2 separate regions of the Lactuca sativa genome follow, and region 1 is linked to region 2. Evidence: chromatin contacts called from public Hi-C data. All regions are on one chromosome and are shown on one strand. The core of a region is the stretch at or near the end of the contact, and the rest is flanking DNA. Distances in the headings are between cores, read along the strand shown. Region 1 holds the start of LOC111904048 (21 kDa protein-like). Region 2 holds the start of LOC111904082 (pectinesterase inhibitor 11).

Region 1 (2,881 bases), core at 26-2,525, 140 kb after region 2:
TCCTGAAAATACCTACTGTTGTTCATTAGTCGAAAACTAGTCAATGATACCTCAGTTACAAATTAAAACTTAATCACCATTTCAAATAAGTGAAGCATGAGCAATATAGATGAGAGTAATACAACAGGAAGCTTTAATGTAGGCCCCTAAATGTACATCAGGATATTCTACTGTATAATTAACTTGTTCAACACATCAAACAACACAAATTTCATCTTGATTACAATTTCAAAATATCTACAAGATATTAAAAGTCTTAACTCTCGAAATATCCACCATTCCAAAACAAAGCATTCATCTGTGTTTGTGTGTGTGTGTGTGTGTGTGTGTGAGAGAGAGAGAGAGAGAGAGAGAGAGAGAGAGAGAGAGAGCATGTTCAAACTGAGTAGAAAGTGGTCCAGAAAGTTGATTGTAATTGTGTAGTCCCCAGCCGTCCAACTTAAACACAGTGTCCCGCCATCTTTAGACCCCAGTAAAGCCCCCTCCACTTCATACATATCTGACTTTCAAACTTATCCATTTTCATGATATTGGCAACCCTTAAAACAAACAAACTTGAAAACTAAGATGAAGGATTTGAAGAATTCATGCTATTTGTTGAACTGCTGGTGTATATAGAACCAAGGATCTCTTAGGTTGGATGGAATAAAATTACCAAAGAATGAAATAATTGAATAAGCAAAGTAACACAACGAGTCATTACATTTCAATATCAAATATCATGTTTGGTTGACCTAAAAAATGAAATGAGTCTATCAAACTTATTGTTTGTAATATGCAATTAGAAATAAATGATTAAAATAAAGAAAAAAATGTTATTGTAAGAAAAAAAAAAAGTTTAATCAAACAAAGATTTATTGCCAAATAAATTAGATATAAACATATTTTATGTATATTTAAATAATTAATATATGTGATTTAGGTATTCTAAAAAAGTGTGTATATCACATTAAAAAAAATGTCCACAGTTTTAAAATATTAAATTAAATTAAATACCATGAATCTTATAACAAAATTACAACCTAGTCCCAAGAATTCCCCTTCATTTACTTGTATCAAATATCAAAAATCAATAAAGGATGGCTAAAGGATTGCATAATTGCAAGCTGCTTAGTGCAACTTGATAGATATTTTGACATGAGACTATCACATGTACATATCATCTTAGATAGAGACTAGAGTTAGAGGTTTTCATTAATTATTGCTGGTGAGCAACAACGAAAAGTTGTAGAAGATATTTACATTTGGTTTCCTATAAATTTGGAGTGCATTTGTTCAACTTTCATAAATCGTAATTAACCTACCTTCTTAGCTTCAAACTTTAAGCCATATATATAACATTCTTTTCACACCCTCCAAAAAGAATTTCTAAATATGGAAGGCTTATATTCAATATATTCTCTAGCTCGTAGCATTCTCCTAATATTATTTCTCTCCACTTCCTCCATTACTTTAATCTCCGCCCTTGACAAAACAAATGTGGAATTCATCAGAACATCATGCAGTTTGACAAGTTACCCTACACTCTGCTTCAACTCTCTGTCTACTCAATCAGGTGCTATCCAAACAAGCCCTAATCTGCTAGCCCAAACAGCTCTATCAGTCACCCTTGACACCACCCGCACCACATCCACAGCAATGGTAAAATTGTCACAAGTACATGGCATGGCTCCCCGGGAGGTTTCTGCCATGAAAGACTGTATTGAGTTGCTGAGTGACACGGTGTACGAGTTGAAAAGGTCACTTGATGAGATGAGTCGACCGGGTTCTAAAGATTTCAGGTTGGTGATGAGTGATATACAAACATGGGTGAGTTCTGCATTGACGGATGAAGATACGTGCTCTGAAGGATTTGTTAATGATCCGAAAATGAAAAGGGTGGTGAGAGGAAAGATTGTGAATGTCGCCCATTTAGCTAGTAATGCTTTGGCTTTGATCAACATCTATGCTTCTTCTCTACACGGATAGCATATATAAGATGCAGAATTTTATTTTTGTTGCCTTGTAGTAATTTGTGAATGGCCTTGATTGCAAATGCAACGTATTATTGAGAGAAGTTATTAATTTGAAATTATTGTCATGTATTAATAATCTCTTGAGGATATTATCATTTCTTGTATTGCTTTTATATATTCTATTATCATATCTCGTTTTGCTCGAAAGTTGTTCTAAGAATGTCACAAACCAAGTTCTGATATAAGTTCACATAGGGTCAAGTTTTAATATAAATTCACAAGTCACGCTTGTATCAAACTTGTTTTATTAAACATAAACTATGATAAACCTTTTTGGAACACTTGAATCAAGCTTTGGCTTTTTCTTTAAGCCTAGCTCAAACCTACATCAAGTTTTTGAGGCTAGAACACCATCCGGTCAAGCTCCAGCTCGGGTCGGCTCGTGTGCAACCCTATTTCCGAAAGGATTTGGGGGATAAAAATGTTGGTGGTGTTAGTTTCATCAAGCATTTTAGGTTAGTGGAATATACACTAGTACAAAAGGGGATTAAGGCTATGCTAAAATACGAGTTTAGGACCAAAATCCGTCACATGGTCCAGAGTCAACATCCTTTATAGACAGTCGATCATGCGGGCAGGGTCAAGGGCAACGTTGACTGTGCCCTAATTAACAGTTTTGAAGGATTGCAAAGCTAATGGATCAACTACTAGCGAGTTTCGAAGGTCAAAGATACTAAAGGCCAACAAATATGCAGTAAGTCCCAAAATATGTAAGTTGTGAAAGGGACAGTTGTTTGGTAGGTTTTGAGAGGTAAGTATAGTTATGAAGGGTGGAGCATGCACATGACATGTTTAAATGGTTGTCAACCGCCATATAATTGTCATTCATGATGTTTATCCAGTTACATGTAACCGTTTGTATATAT
Region 2 (3,047 bases), core at 58-2,557:
TTGTATCCCATTCCATGTTCTAATGTTGATTAAAAAGTTCCGAGACGAAGAAGAGAATAATCTGTTATCCCACAGGTTTAACAAACCTCCAGATCTTCCAGTTGCGTTCATTCTTTCTACTCCCACATCTGTAGAACCCCAACATGCTTCTACATGGATGTTTTCTGCATCTAGTAACTGTGTTTCCTGAATTGCATCTTGTGTTTTGATGTGAGTTTTCTCACCCAGTTCACCTTATAATCTTCTCCGATTCCTCTAATGTTTAAGGATAAAAAATTCATTGCAAACCGGTAGGCTCTCTAGATACGCCAAGAATTTCAGCCAACAGAGGATCCTTGGCTTTAATTCCGAAACCGACTATGTTCCGAATTGTGGTCGTAATTTCAATTTCTTGAATGATCGGGTGTGCTCCTGATCCCGAGTCGGAGGGTATTTGAGTATTGGGTTTTTGATTAGGCATTATGGGTAACGAAAGGTTTGGGAGAGCGGCCTGGTCTTCATTTTCACCGCCGAAATTCAATTGAGTCGGAACAATCTTCTGGGGTTCCATTAATATCACAAAATATTTTAGCAATTCATAATAGTTTATTAATGAGATAATAATTATACTAAACAAACATTTCTTACAACGAGAAAACGTAACGCTTGTAAGATTTTAAAATTCAAATGTTGAGATGATTGATAAGATACAAAGCATTGCTACTCCGCCTTGCAATACTCACAATACTGCTCCTGATCTTCTTCTTCACCGCTGGACTGACTTTTTGGTCGGAAAATTCATCAATGCAGGTGTACACGTCGGTGATTGCGGCACTGGTCCAGGTCTGTGCATTGGAAATCGCGAATCTCTTGTTAACAGAGGAGGAGGAACCAAGGCTAGAAATTGCTTTCAGGGAGTCGGTAATTTCATCAATGGAGTCCTTGAGCTCTTCGATGCAGTCTTTGAGGATGGCGGCGTCGCCCTTGCTGATGTTCTTGCTCTTGGCTAATTTGGAGACGACGGAGCGGGTGGCAGATGCGGATTTGACGGTGGCGGTGAGGGCTTGTTTCACCAGTCTAACGGGGTTTGATTTGACGGAGTTGGCATAAGGGAGGAGGGAGGTCAAGCAGACGGATGGGTAAGTAGTGGCGTTGCATGAGGTTTTGACAAAATTGTTGTAGGCTTGGGTGGTGGTACTGGTGGTGGTGGTGGATGACTGTGGATCCGCGGCCATTGACATTGCCATTGCCGTGGCCATGAAAGTAAGAAAGAAAAGCGAGAAGAAGTTGGCGTGTTCCATTGCTGATTGTTCGGGTGATGTTGACTTCTTAGAGATTTGTTGCTTAATTTATAGGGAGTTTTACCAGGGGATTTGAATAAATATATTTTTCAAGATTAATTAGATAAAAACATTTTAATACTATCTATCTGTCTTCACATAAAAAACTTATTATCATTAAATATTTAATATAACTTTTTTTTTATTAAATTATATATCTATTAAATATATCCTCCTTAATAAATGAAGGTTTTTTTGCCACTTGTCAATCTCTTATGAGTTTTGACACTTGTCATTTTATGGTAATTTTGAAATAAATATTATCCACTTGTCAATTTTTGGTTTGTTTTAATTTTTAATTAAAGTCATATACTTATAAATGTAAAGTATTAAATATCATATATATATATATATATATATTAAATTGTAATAAATACGTTTCTTTCTTTCTTATTTTAAATTTGTACATTAAAAAATATTTCATTTTTATACTTTAAGTTTAATCATTTTTTAAATCAACCCGTATAATATACGGGTCTTACACCTAGTTTATATAACATAAGAAAAATTATAGAATAAAAATGTATCAACGAGTAGAAGTCAACATATTAATTTGAAGTCCTTTCCTTGCAGTTAATTTAATTTTAAATTTTAACATTCTCATTGCAAACTAATCATTTATAAATATAAATACCGTATATTAATAACCTCAAAATGAATGAAAAACTTAAAAAGCGAAATATCAAACCTGGTTTTTTGTTGAAAACCCAAATCTTTACAACTTGTTCGGCTTTTTACTATAAGATTATGAAAAGTCAAATCCGACCTAAAGCATAAACCATGTCATCTTATATATTGAATACAGTGGTGTTCATTGGTTTAAATCCAATCGATTGTAATTGAAACCATCCAATCTAATAATCCTTTGAAGGTTGGATTTTGTCAACCGATCTAATCCACTTCGATAAATGCAACTCAATCGACTGATCCGATTAGATATAAGATTGGATCGGTTTTACCCAGTTGATTGATTATTCGTTATTCAACCATCTCTAATCCATTTTCTATCAAATAATAACCAAATATAATTATAATAATTAAAACTAAAATTGCAAACAATTACACTAAATAAAACTAACAAATGACATTTCAAGTCTTCAATTTCAACGATCAAGGTTTAAACATACAAAATCGTTAAGAAAATTGGATGTGTTTGTAATTTTCTAATATTATACGGATATATAATATAATTAGATTTATTGAATTAATATTGGATATCTAGTTGGATGAACATTGGATAGGTTCAATTTGGTTATCCATTGGATTTTCAAGGTGATCCAAAAATCGATCCCATCAAAGTGGTTTTTGAAAATTTGAAACAAGTCCAATTTGGATATACAATCAAGTCGGCCGGTTCGTAATTGGATCACCCGGTTTGAATTGGATCGATTAAGTTATGTATACTGAAGACATAGAGACGTCTTTTTTTGTTTTTATAAGCGTCGTTGTATTACCCTATTGACCATTTTGATTTAATCATGCAAGATTATAACTTGATACCTTCATATATGAGGAAGCACTACCCTTACCAGGTGATGTTTACACAATTTGAAATGTTTGTGTTGGTGATTTAAAAAATATAAATATTTGAAGTGTTTTGATTTTAATTTGTAATGTTTAAATAAATAATATTTTGTTACTTATTAATCATTTGAATAATATACAATGTTTTAAAAACCGGTTTGAACCGGCCGGTCGAACCGGTTGGACCGGGAACACGGGAGAGAG

The links. Hi-C and Micro-C count contacts between places; a contact is called where the count stands out from the background.
Region 1: a Hi-C map of seed shows a contact between it and region 2, with 4 times the contacts expected there. The contact joins the promoter of LOC111904048 here to the promoter of LOC111904082 in region 2. A contact is called at or near these places in 2 of 4 Hi-C or Micro-C datasets (leaf and seed).

What each region holds. Positions count from the first base shown.
Region 1 is chr8:13,195,604-13,198,484 of Lsat_Salinas_v11, forward strand. It overlaps LOC111904048 (21 kDa protein-like), which reads left to right and starts at 1,276. Exons shown (of 1, transcript XM_023899826.3): 1 at 1,276-2,128. The coding sequence starts at 1,375. The coding sequence ends at 1,968.
Region 2 is chr8:13,053,597-13,056,643 of Lsat_Salinas_v11, forward strand. It overlaps LOC111904082 (pectinesterase inhibitor 11), which reads right to left and starts at 1,308. Exons shown (of 1, transcript XM_023899861.3): 1 at 553-1,308. The coding sequence starts at 1,280. The coding sequence ends at 663.